Linked DNA regions of Zea mays: region 2 is linked to region 1. The links are chromatin contacts, called in public Hi-C maps. All regions are on one chromosome and are shown on one strand. Each heading gives the region's core, a stretch centred on a gene start, on an enhancer-like site or on the middle of the called end of the contact. The rest is flanking DNA. Distances are from core to core; before and after follow the strand shown.

Region 1 (6,628 bases), core at 2,573-5,072:
CCCTAAATAAAGTCTAGTGCAGTTCTGAGCGTCGCACATCGCCATGATCACCGGAGGCACATAATGTTGTTGCACAGTGCAGTCGTGTAGATGTAGCCCTGGACATGTGTTGCTAATGTTTTTTTGTTAATAAACTTCCAACTCGTCAAAATCGGAGAGTAGCTAGCATAGTCATCTGGTGTATTAACACTCTCTTAGCTCAAGTACTTGTACTAGATAGCACTAGTACTACGTACTGGCACTAGTACTAGAACCAGATCGGAAGCATCAGCAGACGGGGAGGAATGGTAGTAGGATGAGCTGTCGCGTGTGGACGGCTAGCTAGCGTATTGGTAGGTTGAAAATCTAAAATTACTATTTTCGGATATCCGTCGGGTACCCGCGGGTAAGAAATCAAATCCGTACCCGACCCGTAATAAAATCGGGTCGGGTACGGGTAAGACCCACGGGTCAAATTTCGTGCCCGAACCCGTACCCGACGGGTCGGATATCTGGCGGATATCCGAACCCGCGGGTAAAATTGCCATCCCTAATTCTATGTCAGAAATTGTGAATATTTATTTTATTCCATTAAAATCGTGAATAGCTATTTGGAAAAACGAAGAATAGATCCTTCGTCCCTCTTTGTTTATCATTCAAATCACGGATTCTTTTTTCTTTATTCAATCTATTTTACCTATATATATATATATATATATATATATATATATATATATATATATATATATATGGCAGGTATAACGGGAGCTCTGGGCTTCCAATAGTTAAAGGAAGCCCAGACCGATCACCCCTGCAGCCTGGTTCAACCCAGCGCACCGACTGGACCAGTCTGTCGGTGGCACCACCTGTGCCCATGTCTGTGCGCGCAAAAAAGGAAATGTATGCATGAGTCAAACATGTTCCCTTGCATGCGCGTAAATTTAGGAAAGATATGTGTGGCGGTTTCTATCTTTAAATGCTTTATTTTCTCCATAATTTTAGGATCGCTGCAACAGCCATGCAGCTAGACTCGTAAGGACCATTTTATGATATATACTGCTACTAAATATCCTACCCAGTGTAGATAATTATGCAATTCGGTATACTGCGTAAAAATCTGTTACCAGCTGCATGCACACGAATCTATGATGAAAATAATGTGCAATAAAAGGAAATGAATTACATGCATAGAAACAAAAAAATCGTATTTAATGTTTTATTTCCTTCATAAATATAAGATCCCTCCAACAGCAATGCAGCTAAACACATTAAATCTAGTTTATGATATATACTGATACAAATTATACTACATGGTGTAGGTATTTATGCAATTTATTACACTGCGTAAAAAATCTGGCATGTTGTTCACTAGTGGACGCATCTCCGAGTTGGAGCGTAATAACCTTAAGTTTTGAGCATAAAATCCCTCAATTATAAGCGTATATACCGAGCCAATGTGAGAGGTTGATAGCTCTAGTAGGTTGTTATTACGATCTATTTTTATGGCAGATCCGAAAAACATGGCAGCCGCATGCATGCGGTTATACAGATCCAAAAATTATGGCAAAATGCATGCATGAGTCAAACACGTTCTCTTGCATGCGCGTAAATTTAGGAAAGATATGTGTGATGGTTTCTATTTTAAATGTTTTATTTCCTCCATAAATTTAGGATCACTGCAACAGCCATGCAGCTAGTTTCGTAATTATTATTTTATGATATATAGTGATACTAAATATGCTACACTGTGTAGATAATTATGCAATTGGGTATACTGCGTAAAAATCTGTTACCAGCTGCATGCACACAAATTTATGATGAAAAGAATATGCAATGAAAGGAAATAAATTGCATGCATAGAAACAAAAATCGCATTTAATGTTTTATTTCCTTCATATATAAATATAGGATCACTCCAACAGCCATGCAGCTAAACGCATTAGAACTAGTTTATGATGTATACTGAAACAAATTATACTACACGGTGTAGGTATTTATGCAATTCCTTACACCGCGTAAAAAATCTGGCATATTGTTCACTGGTGGACGCACCTTCGGGCGGAGCGTAATAACCTTAAGTTTTGAGCATAAAATCCCTCAATTATAAGCGTAAATACCGAATCAATGAGAGGTTGATAGCTCTAGTAGGTTGTTATTATGATCCTATTTTTATGACAGATCCGAAAAACATGGCAGTCGCATGCATGCAGTTTCTATTTTTATACAGATCCAAAAATTATGGCAAAATCGTGGGAGTTTCCATTGCATGTGCGCAAATTATGAACAACATAAATCAAGGAATTGCCTTTCCAATGTGCAAGCAGTAAACTGATATACAAATTCCGTGTTCAAGCATAAAATCGTACAGTTTTTAGCGTAAATAATACATGTGGTAAGCATAAAACACAATAATCGAAAAGAAAACTGCGCCGGATCGGAGGATGTCACATGTGATCTTCGTTGCGCGCATCTCGCGCCTTCCGTGACGTCGCTCGCTCGAACATCGCGCCTCATGCGTCGCCGTCGCTACTCGCACGTCGACGGGCGTCGCTTGCTCGCCGGCCTTGGAAGTGCCACCTCCTCGGGGCTTCGGGGACGCCGCCGCTTGCCCGCACAAGGGCCCCGCTGTCGCTCGCCTTCTGGATCGGGGAACCGCCGCCACTACTCCGGATAGAGGAACCTCCGCCACCGCACGTCGAGATAATGGAGTTGCGGCCACCGGCCTGGGAACCGCCGCCACCGCACAAGGGCATTGTCGTCGCTCGCCCTCTGGATCGGGGGCCGCCGCCGCCGGCCTGGGAACCGCCACCACCGCATGTCGAGGTCTGGGAGCCGCGGCCACCGCAGCCACTGGCCGGGGGTCCACCGCCGCGCGCGCTATCGGACAACCGTCGTCGATAATGAATCGAGATGGGGCATGAAAAACTGATCCCTAGCACTACGGATTTTCTTTTATAGACATCTGGACCTGTTCCGGCTCGACCGGATTGCACTATCTAGCCTGGGCTTCCTTTAGTTATTGGAAGCCCGGCTCGACCGGATTGCACTATCTAGCCTGGGCTTCCTTTAGTTATTGGAAGCCCAAAGCTCCTAATATACAATATATATATATAGCCATAAGTTAAGTCAGTTGTCCGTGCTTTGTTATGATTGTTATATATAATATAAATAGGTATTGAGATATTTATTAAAATATAATTATTGTTTTTTTCTAAACACTGCGGCGTGTGGTGCGGGAGAACCAGTTGGGACAGGCCCCGAGTGTCAGCACGGAGTGAAGCCGTGGTAACACCAGGTGTCTATATTAGGTTCTTAATAAATTAGTATAAATTTTATAAACATTAAGGTACGTGTGGTGTGGTGGTTATCTCCAAATTTCTAGAGCAGGATTTGTGGGTTATAGTGCTCGCTCTGCACTATTCGCTGCTCGGGTCTAGGAAATAATACACGCACGGTAATGAATGCCCCTAACAGCTGGAAACTTGGCAAATAGATGTGAGATGGCTAGTTTGAAACCGGTAATGATAGAAGTACTTAGCTTTTTAGTAAAGCAATGGATGCTCGAGCAGGAAACAACACTTCCTTTTTTTTTTGGATGTGCTAGTGGATGCTCGAACCGGAAACATCGCGCGCAAAGGATTTGTTCCTTGCAAAGAGAGGCTGATTACTGAAAAGTTACACTACGCGTGAACTATTGCAGGCTGCTGGCTTTATTCTTCCCTGTCGCGCGCGGCAAGAAGAAATAAGGATTCCCTGCCGTACTGGACTAAGCTAGAATATTGCATGCCGCGCCGTGCTGGTGCGCGTGCATAAATATCCATTCCATGCAGACCTCCTCCCTTCAGAAACTATGCACTATCTAGGTTTCTGAATAATCCAGAGCGAGCAAATTAAAGGAGAAGGAGAGAGCGAGGGGGAGAGAGGGAGAGATGATGACGACCCAGTAAACTAATAATCGTCAAGAAAAAAAAGAAAAGCAACAAGGCAAGATGGCGGAGGCCATCGTGGGGTCGATGCTGTGGAAGCTGCAGCAGGTGGCGGTGAGTGAGGCGCGGACGCTGGTGGCCGTGAACGAGGACATCCGGAGCCTCCGGGACAAGCTCATGTGGATGCAGGCGTTCCTGCACGACGTCCAGCCGTCGCGCCGCGTGCAGCCCAACGAGCTCATCAAGGTGTGGCTGCAGCAGACCCGCGACGCCGTCTTCGACGCCGAAGACGCCGTCGACCAGTACTTCGTCCAAATCGATCTCTCAAGGTACGTATAATATACCACGACTTTGACACCAACCAATTGTGACGGCAAAAACATTCTTTATTAAAAACTCCATCAGCTTCATCCTTTTGTAGCTGAGCCCAATATCTAAGCTGAGTGTGTACCTGTGATACATTAATTGCACGGTGAACTGACCAGAAGATGTGACTCTTCACTTAAAAACATCTCTATTAGAACTCAGCGGGATGAGCACCACCCGATTAACAAGATCATACCACAAAGCTAAGTTCTGACCCCGCTGCGTCCTACGAAACACAACATTGAGGGGAATTGTAACTCAAGATAGACGCAACCGTATCACTTTTCTGTCTCACAATACGATATAGTGAAGGATATTGGCATATTGCCTCATGAGCAGTTTGTCTTCCATCCACACATCCTCCCAGAATTTTATTTGTTCACCATTACCTAAAACGAAAGATCTAGGTAAAAAACAAAATTTTCACTTTCATAATTGCAGACCAGAAATGAGAATCACCTGGCCTGTAGGATACTTTTGACAAGGTGTCCTCTTAAGATATTTATTCCGCAACATCCTTTGCCATACTCGATCCTCATTAACTAGCTTGAAAAGCCCAATTTGGTCATTTGCCTTGATTCCCACCAGGGCCGTTCCTGACTTTTGAAGGGTCCGGGACAAGATTACAAACAGAGACCCCAACACCATAAAAACTATTTTTTACTATTATATATATATCAACTAATTATACTTGATGTACCACAGAAAGACTTGAGCAGTAAAAAATAGAAGTAAGATTATTACCTCATATATATTGTAGAGATCAACTTAAAAATGTCTTCTAACATTTCTAGATGCAAAATCATCAATGATGGCTTCAATATTGACATCATCTAATAATTTCTTCTCGATATATAAAGTTGCTAGCCCGTTTAAACTTTCTTGAGACATTGTAGACCTTAAATAATTCTTCAATAACTTAAGCTTTGAGAAACTCCTTTCAGTTGATGCCACAGTTATTGTATAGTAAATAATATCTGATAAGCAACAAATATATTGGGATAGCAATCCATTCTCTTAACAAACTCAAAAATATATTGGTATAGTAAATAATATATGTTTCTATCCTATATTCCTATTGGACTTTGTGTGCGGTGGGACCCCTGGGAGATGGGGGCCCAGGTCGGCCGCCCCTCCCGCCCTGCCTCAGGCATGACCCTGATTCCCACATGACCTCCAGTCAGAATAGAGTCTATCCACTCACACCAAGTATTCGAAAAGCCCTTCACCCTTAAGGTTTGTTGGACAAATGACCATTTCACCTTATTATAGGCTTTTTCGAAGTCAAACTTGAAATTACTCCGCTCTGCTATGCAATTCATGTATAGTCTCATGCAATACAACCACCCCTTTCATAATATTTCTACCAGGAATGAAAGCGGATTGAGTAGGACCAACAGTCTTTGAAGCAAGGGTTGAGATCCTATTTGTAAGAACTTTAGTAAAGATCTTAAAGCTTACATTCAGTAGACAGATGGTTCTAAACTGTTATTATCTCAGCATCCCTGCACTTGGGCAGAAGAATGGTTGTACCAAAATTTAGACTAAAAAGGGGTAATTCTACTAGCCAACAAATCATTCTTAATAACCGACCAGAACACTTGAAAGAACTCCGCAGGGAAACCATCCGGACCAGGCGCCCTGTTGTGCTCCATCTAGAAGAGTGCCCTACGGATCTCTCTTCTTCAGTGAACTAACTAGTTAAAACGAATTCTCTAAGTCCAACACTGGATATATCCAAAACTTGATTCTCATCAAAGTTCAACCTCAGAAGGCACTACCGGAATCAATAGCTTTGCCGAGTGCCTGAAGCACTCGGCGAAGCCTTAAAAACACTCGGCAAAGGCTTTGCCGAGTGTAACACTCGGCAAAGAAGGCTCGGCAAAGCCTCCTTTGCCGAGTGCTTTTTGTCAGGCACTCGGCAAAACTCTTTGCCGAGTGCTAGAGAGCACTCGGCAAAGAAAAGTGGTCGTTACGGCGTTGGGTGACGGAGACGGTGGCTTTGCCGAGTGTCTCTTGTGACACTCGGCAAAGAAGTCTGCTTTGCCGAGTGCCTTCCAGGCAGCACTCGGCAAAGAATACTTCTTTGCCGAGTGTCACAAGTGACACTCGGCAAAGAAACCGCCAGGGAGGGTCCCCATGTCAGGTTCTTTGTCGAGTGTCTTAAGTGGCACTCGGCAAAGACGACCTCTTTGCCGAGTGTCAGCGACATAACACTCGGCAAAGAACCTAAGCCGGTGTCCAGGTCTGTGCTCTTTGCCGAGTGTTATGACCCAGACACTCGGCAAAGAGGCTCTTTGCCGAGTGTAACACTCGGCAAAGTGACCAGTATATACCTTTTTTATTTGTTTTTGTAT
Region 2 (6,628 bases), core at 1,947-4,446, 220 kb after region 1:
AAGAATTTCTATCCGACTGATGTAATAACTTATTTTCTAAGAATAAAAGAGTACAAATGGACGAATCAAAATTGTGTGGAGAAAACAGAACCTTGTATTTTCAGGCACTTCAGTCAGTATTTCGCTTCGAAGTTCTGCAACTCTGAAAATTCCACCGTGCTGAATACTCAATCAATTCTTCAACACTTCTGCCAGGACTCGAGAGAAGGAAACCCCTGATTGCCCACGCAAACTTCGGCAGCCACCATGTTCTTTTTCCAGTTTATTATGAGCATTTAGAGCACCTGCCAGCACAAATTGGACTATGTACCAACAACAAAAGGTAATAGAACTGTCGAAGAGATTTCCACTAGGCCGCCGCAAAAACAAAAAGAAAAGATTGCACATCACATCAGACACAACAGAGCACAAGACAACAAATCGGTGGATAAATTTAGGTGTCCACATCACTGCAAACTGCCTTGAGAAGTCTGATCACATCGCCATCCGCGTGCATTGAGCATGTGAGAAAATTGCTGGACCAAACATGGAAAACATCTACAAAAAACAGTTTGGAGACAAGACAAGATGAGGTAGGAACACAGTACACGAGATAGGAACACGAGACCAATTCAACGACCCAGTGGGGAGAAAATTTGTGGAAAAAAGGGGTTACAGCTAGGATGCAAATGCAAATCACATTCGAGATACCTTTCCTTGTCTACTTGCTGTTCCGCATGGCAATACTATCCACTTGTCAAATTCCTTTTCCGCACAACATACACATCGATATGGGTAGTAATCAAACTCCTCACTGATTGTTAGGATATGCACATAGCCTATCACCCTCACACACGTTGCAGGCGCACTGGAACAGCAATCATGTTTCAGGAAACATATTTTAGGCTGGATTAGCAGAATTTCATATGTGATCATGTCTGACAAGGTTATGCAGTATGTTTCAACTAAAACGACTGCAGAAATTTGCACATCTCAACTTCTACACATCAATCAGCATTGGTAGTGTGACGTTGAACAATAAATATGGAGAATGGGGAGATAATGACCATTACCTCCATTTCAGAAGTACCTCAACAACTCTCTATCTTGCTATAAATTCCCTCAACTTCATCAACTTGTCAGTAAGTGTTGCCATGATCACTACGAGAAGACTATTTCCTTGATGCTTCTCATAATTACCAAACTTCTGTTGTGTTATACTCGTTTCAGCTGGTCTGTCACTTCAGCACTCCAACTGGTTATTTGCTTGTGCAATCATCAATCATTGATTATGGTGTTTGTACAAATGAAAACTTAACATTGATGTCAAATCCATGGGCTCCAAAGAATCAAATGATAGCTTCAACTCACAATTTCCAAACAGTGAGCTTAATTAGAAAGGATCCGTACTAAAATCTTCAGTAGGAACTTGGCTACTAAATGATATGACAAAAACAGAGCCGAACTGTAGCCAATCAGCCATAAAAGTGTTCTAGAGACTGTTGATTCTCTACACCAAATCAGACCAAAATCGTTCATGATCAGCATTAACAGAAAAGTAACATTGGGGAAATATACTACACAAAAGTTCAAAAACAACTGCACAATTGGACCGTTAATTGTAGGTATATATATCAGCAATGCACTATTGTATCTTGAAAAATAAAACATAATGGTAGATCTTCCTTTCTTTTGTGGATACCAACCCACTAACAGGTAATGATTCCTACAAACAATCTCTCTCATAACTAGTCTTCTTTACCAAATTCACCAAAGCAATCCCAATTGTGGGTTACCCAAACAATCCTAGCCTAAGCCTTAACTCCTACCTCTTTTAACCCATGGCTCTCTCTTACCAGCAACGCAAGCCCATCCTTCACCTCAACGCTCTTCTCCGCGACCGCTGCGGCAGCCTTCTCCACCTCTTGCTTCCTATACATCCAGGCCTCTGAGGGAGGCGTCGTGATCACCCTGACATCAGTGCCACCAGCATTGATCTCAAGCACCTCAGGCAGCCCGTTCCCGCATCCCCTTGACAGCCCCACATCCACCCTCACCGCCTGTGCGCTACACACTGCATTGATCCCCACTGTCTGAATTGTGTGCCCCATCACCATTCTCTTGGCCCCAGGGATCATCCCAAGCACCCCCTCCAGCCTCTTGCAGTCACAATCGAAGCCGTCGGAGAACCTCCTCAGCCAGACCACGGCGTCCCGGCCTCGCACATACTCGGGCGCCCTGGCATTGTCGCCACCCTCGCCGCGGATCCACTCGCTGACCTCCGCATTGATCCGCTCCAGGCCGTACTCGACGTTGGCCTCGAGGAGCCCTCCATGGACGAACACCGAGTCGCCCACTACAAGCACGGTAGGGAGGTCGGCCAGGAACCGGCGCGCAATGGGCCCGTCGGGTCGGAGGGCGGCGAGGCGGGACCGCATCCCGTCCCAGAACTCCGGCTTGACGCCGGGGAAGGACTTGGGCACGCCGAGAAAGGGGTTCCTCGGCTGCGGGTCGAGGTGCTCGCCGCAGCGGCGCTTGATGGCGAGCCCCGCGCGGTACCACCCTGCCCAGGCGGAGAACTCCTGAAAACCCTGCGGCGTGGCGAAGCGGAAGTCGCCGGAGACGTTCATGACCTCGTGGTTGCCGAGGATGGGGAGGAACGCGCCTCCGCGGCTCTCTGCGGAGAGGGAGAGGCGGCGGAGTAGGTATAGGAGGCGGAGCTCGTCGCCGCCGCGGTCGAGGATGTCGCCGAGCTGGACGGCGAGGGTGGGCCCCGCGGCCCATGAGGAGGAGGCGGAGGGGGAGTCGGGGGTGCAAGACGGGGGCACGAGGCCGGCGAGGCGGAGCGCGGAGAGGGACTTGGGCAGGTCCCCGTGGAGATCTCCGATGGCGACGAGCCGGGATAAGGAAGGGAGGAAGGTGGTCGGAGTCTTCGGGCGAGGAGGGGGCGAGGAGGAGGACGGGAAGGTCGGGAAGAAGATGCCGGACACGGCAAAGTCCACGAACGCGTCGGCGAAGGCGGATACGGCAGCCGGGAGGTCGCTGCAGGCGGGGACGGAGGGGGACGGGGCCGCCGCCATCTTTCTCTATTTGTGCTCCGGCAGGGATTCCGGATTCGTTTTTGCGGCGTGCGCGGGTGAGCTGAAGATAGGTTGCGGCCCGCCTTTTAAAGATAGCACATGAATTGGCCTACCCTGCACCGTAGATGTAGTCAATGACCTTTGCAAAACGTCAACGGCCAAATACTCTGGTTTAAGGGCTGATTTGGTAGATCCATAATAGAGGAATCTAGTTGCTATTTAATTTTACATAGTAAGGGAATTTCTCCCCCATATGATTCATGTCCACCAAATCAGTCTACCGTTAACTTATATATATATATATATATATATAGGGTTTTGGTGAATATTTTGGTGAATGAATCATATTATCTTTTATTGAAATAGTTGCTTTAGTTTAAATTATAATATTTTCATAATATATTACTCTATCAGTCTTGATTTATAACTAAGTGAATGCCCGTGCGTTGCAACAGGAAGATAAAATACCACGATAACTCATGTACAAATGTGTTATAATATTATAGGAAAAGGTTTCATAATTTATTTGTGATCATACCCATACATTAATATACAAAAACACTAATTATTATTCTATATTTTTGTTAGTATCACTAAAAGTAAATGTTTACATACCTTAAAAGATATAGGTGTATATTCGTCTGTTGCTATGGAATCAATATGATAAGATACATTGATATGCAAAAATACTAATTATTATTCTATACTTTTGTTAGCATCACTAAAAGTAGATGTTTTCATATCTTAAAAGATATAGTAAGGTACGTGCCAGAGTAAGTCACTTTTTAAAGAATATACTCTGACATCATGAACTTAGAAAACTTGCTAGCAGCAATCCACCGCCTACTGCTTGTCTCTCTAGAAGAGGTAGCCAGCTCCCCTTCCTTCAAATACATGGAATGCTCGGTGTGATTTGAGTACACGGAATGACAATTTCTACAATCAGAAGCCGCTAACTGCATACAAGCAAAACAAAAGGAATAATTCCATTTCACATTGAATCAGAGATTAGAAGTTGGAGCACAACTCGTTTGTCAGTTTTTTTGCCGAAGCCCGACGAAAATTACAAACAGGAAATGGATAGAGCAAGAAAATGAGTGCTCCAAATTAATGACATCTAAGTAAAAGGCATCAACCTTTTCCTTTCTGCTTCTATGTACCCTAAATAAACAACCTAAAACCTAAAACTTAACCCCCCTAACTCTGCTCGTGTCAGCTGCTATAGGTTTCCCTATAATGTGCCATCTATTAGCCTCTCAATATCAGACTCACAGAATGGTTCCAGAATCTTGAATTCAATCTCCAAGTACTCTGTCAGAACCCACATGTTCAAAAACTAAAAATATTGTGTTATTAGTGTATCAAAAATGAGTATATGAGTGGCATTATCTGGGGTTGGGAGGTGAGGAGAACCAGAAATGGTTTCTTCGGATGCGCTTCTTTTTTTCTGATTTAGGAGAAGCACATCCTATTGAAGTTAAACAGAAGAGAAATGCATACCATTATTAAAATGCCAGAAGTTAAACAGAAGGGCAATGCATACCTATATATACACACGCGCGCCCCTTATTAAGCTACGATGCAATATGTTTAAGCATGAAATTAGCATTGATTAGGGATGAACAAACCTCATGCAAAATAGAGATACAGATGAATTAGGTTACCAGACGAGTACAATGGTTCTTTTGTTGTATATTATCTGCTGCTACTACTACTTCATTAGTTCATTCTCATATGTTAAAATATTAAGAAATACATACCCTACCAATAGTGCCAATGATGGCAGTGACAAATGAACAAATTGAGCCAACAAATGGATAAAAAGCATTTCTACCTTTCTAATAGCAGCAGTTGTGTTGCCAGTAGCACCAAGAGCATCAGTTCTCTCAGATTTTGTGGCTCATTCCAGCCATCTCAACAATACCACCAGCATTGTCACTGATTGGACCATCTCAGCAATATCATAGTGATGTTTGACCTTGACAGTGAATCCGTTAATCCCAGTAGAGCTGCTTTATGGAGCCTCTGATGCTAATGATATGGCAAGTCATTGGAAATTTGGATTGGATAAAAAATAATCTATTTAGATTAAACAAATTCAAGCCCAAGAAATATATGTACATCCTGAATTGCAACCTCACCTTAAGCATATCTTGTACATGCCGACCATCCTGCATTGCATATATCACGACAAATCGATTGGAATGAAATAAAAAATCAATGGAAGCATGCAGGGAGAGGGCTCGAGGCTGGACCACCTTGTACATGTTGATCTTGGTGATCTGGTAGGAGACATCGCGCCAGGTGGTCTTGGCGACCTTGTCGCTACTTCCTCTCCTCCCTTCTTTAGAGCAGCAGCACACCACCTCACTCGATGTTCTCGATGGAGCGCGTGAGCGACACCCGCCCTGTGGACCGGCCTATGTCGCGCATGTCGGAGGTGACGGCGGTGTAACTCCACCGCGCAATGCCTTCCGCCATCCCCCACAACATTAGTACTAAAATATTTGACAACTAATATCCTGATGTGAATTGAGTAGCAGATTTCTCACTCTAAAATGAAGATACAATACTAAAAGCATTTAAGAAATAATATTGGCAAAACATATGTTTTTGAAAGACTGCAAGTTGATGTAAAAGGATAATTTATGATTGTAAGATGTCCAAAAACTGAGAAAGGAAACATTGCATTTAATCTGGAGTTACAAGTAGCCAAATTTAGGTATGACACTCAAATCTGGAACAACTCAAACTGTAGTTCCTTAGACTCCTGGTAACATGTAAAAGGATGATTTACTCAACACGTCTTCTTCATTCCTATATTTTGATTTAAACTTTATTTTGATTTCTCATATTAATCCTACAAATGACAAACCTAGCTAGAACATAAGTCGTGTAGTAGCTAGCTAGTAAATAAAGGTTATTGTTTAAAACACAAGCAAGGGTTCACCATGCACCCATATTGCACAAACAAAAACGCACACATATATGCATAGATGGTAATCAATCAAGAAGGAAAAAAAATTATTGTAGCAACAAGTGGCAACAACTACATCTTCTACTGAAAAGAAGGATCAGCTTTTCATTTGACAACAGGAACTGTAAGACAATTTTTTAGAAACTGAGAAATAGTTGCATAATCACGATCATGAATCTGCTGTCTAACCAAGAGCATTTATTTTGGTCCCAAATAAAAAAATATCATGATTAAAGAGGTCCTTGAGGTTGCCACAGCAGGCGCAGGGGGCCTCCATGCAGGTGTCCCAGTCCTCCTCCTAGCAAATCCTGCACTCCACCACCTTCGTCGCCGAGCCGCCGCCTAGCCCACGATGGCAGTACTCGACGTCCACCGTCTCCTGACGCAGATCGACCATCTGCTTCCCACCGCCGATCGCCGCGTCCAGCATCGACTCCGTCAGCAGCCGGCCCACGATCAATGCGAGATGGTCGCCCATCGGTCCTACGAGCACGTGATCCATCGTTCAGTTCATGGAAACAATGCCACCATCCTCGCGAATTGTAGACACTCGATGCAGAAAAGCAATCAAACGCAATCACAGCCGACAGAT

The links. A called contact is a pair of places that touch in the nucleus more often than the background predicts.
Region 2: a contact with region 1 is called in a Hi-C map of ear, with 2.1 times the contacts expected there. The contact joins the promoter of LOC103652890 here to the promoter of LOC103652889 in region 1. A contact is called at or near these places in 3 of 25 Hi-C or Micro-C datasets (ear, leaf and tassel).

Annotation. Positions count from the first base shown.
Region 1 is chr4:16,926,290-16,932,917 of Zm-B73-REFERENCE-NAM-5.0, forward strand. It overlaps LOC103652889 (putative disease resistance protein At1g50180), which reads left to right and starts at 3,823. Exons shown (of 3, transcript XM_008679873.3): 1 at 3,823-4,234. The coding sequence starts at 3,969.
Region 2 is chr4:17,142,316-17,148,943 of Zm-B73-REFERENCE-NAM-5.0, forward strand. It overlaps LOC103652890 (putative serine/threonine protein phosphatase superfamily protein), which reads right to left and starts at 3,197. Exons shown (of 4, transcript XM_035967200.1): 1 at 1,053-3,197; 2 at 691-847; 3 at 92-537. The coding sequence starts at 3,059. The coding sequence ends at 1,791. It overlaps LOC103655133, which reads right to left and starts at 6,514. Exons shown (of 4, transcript XM_008681935.2): 1 at 6,359-6,514; 2 at 5,318-5,479; 3 at 5,201-5,230; 4 at 4,931-5,037. The coding sequence starts at 6,514. The coding sequence ends at 4,960.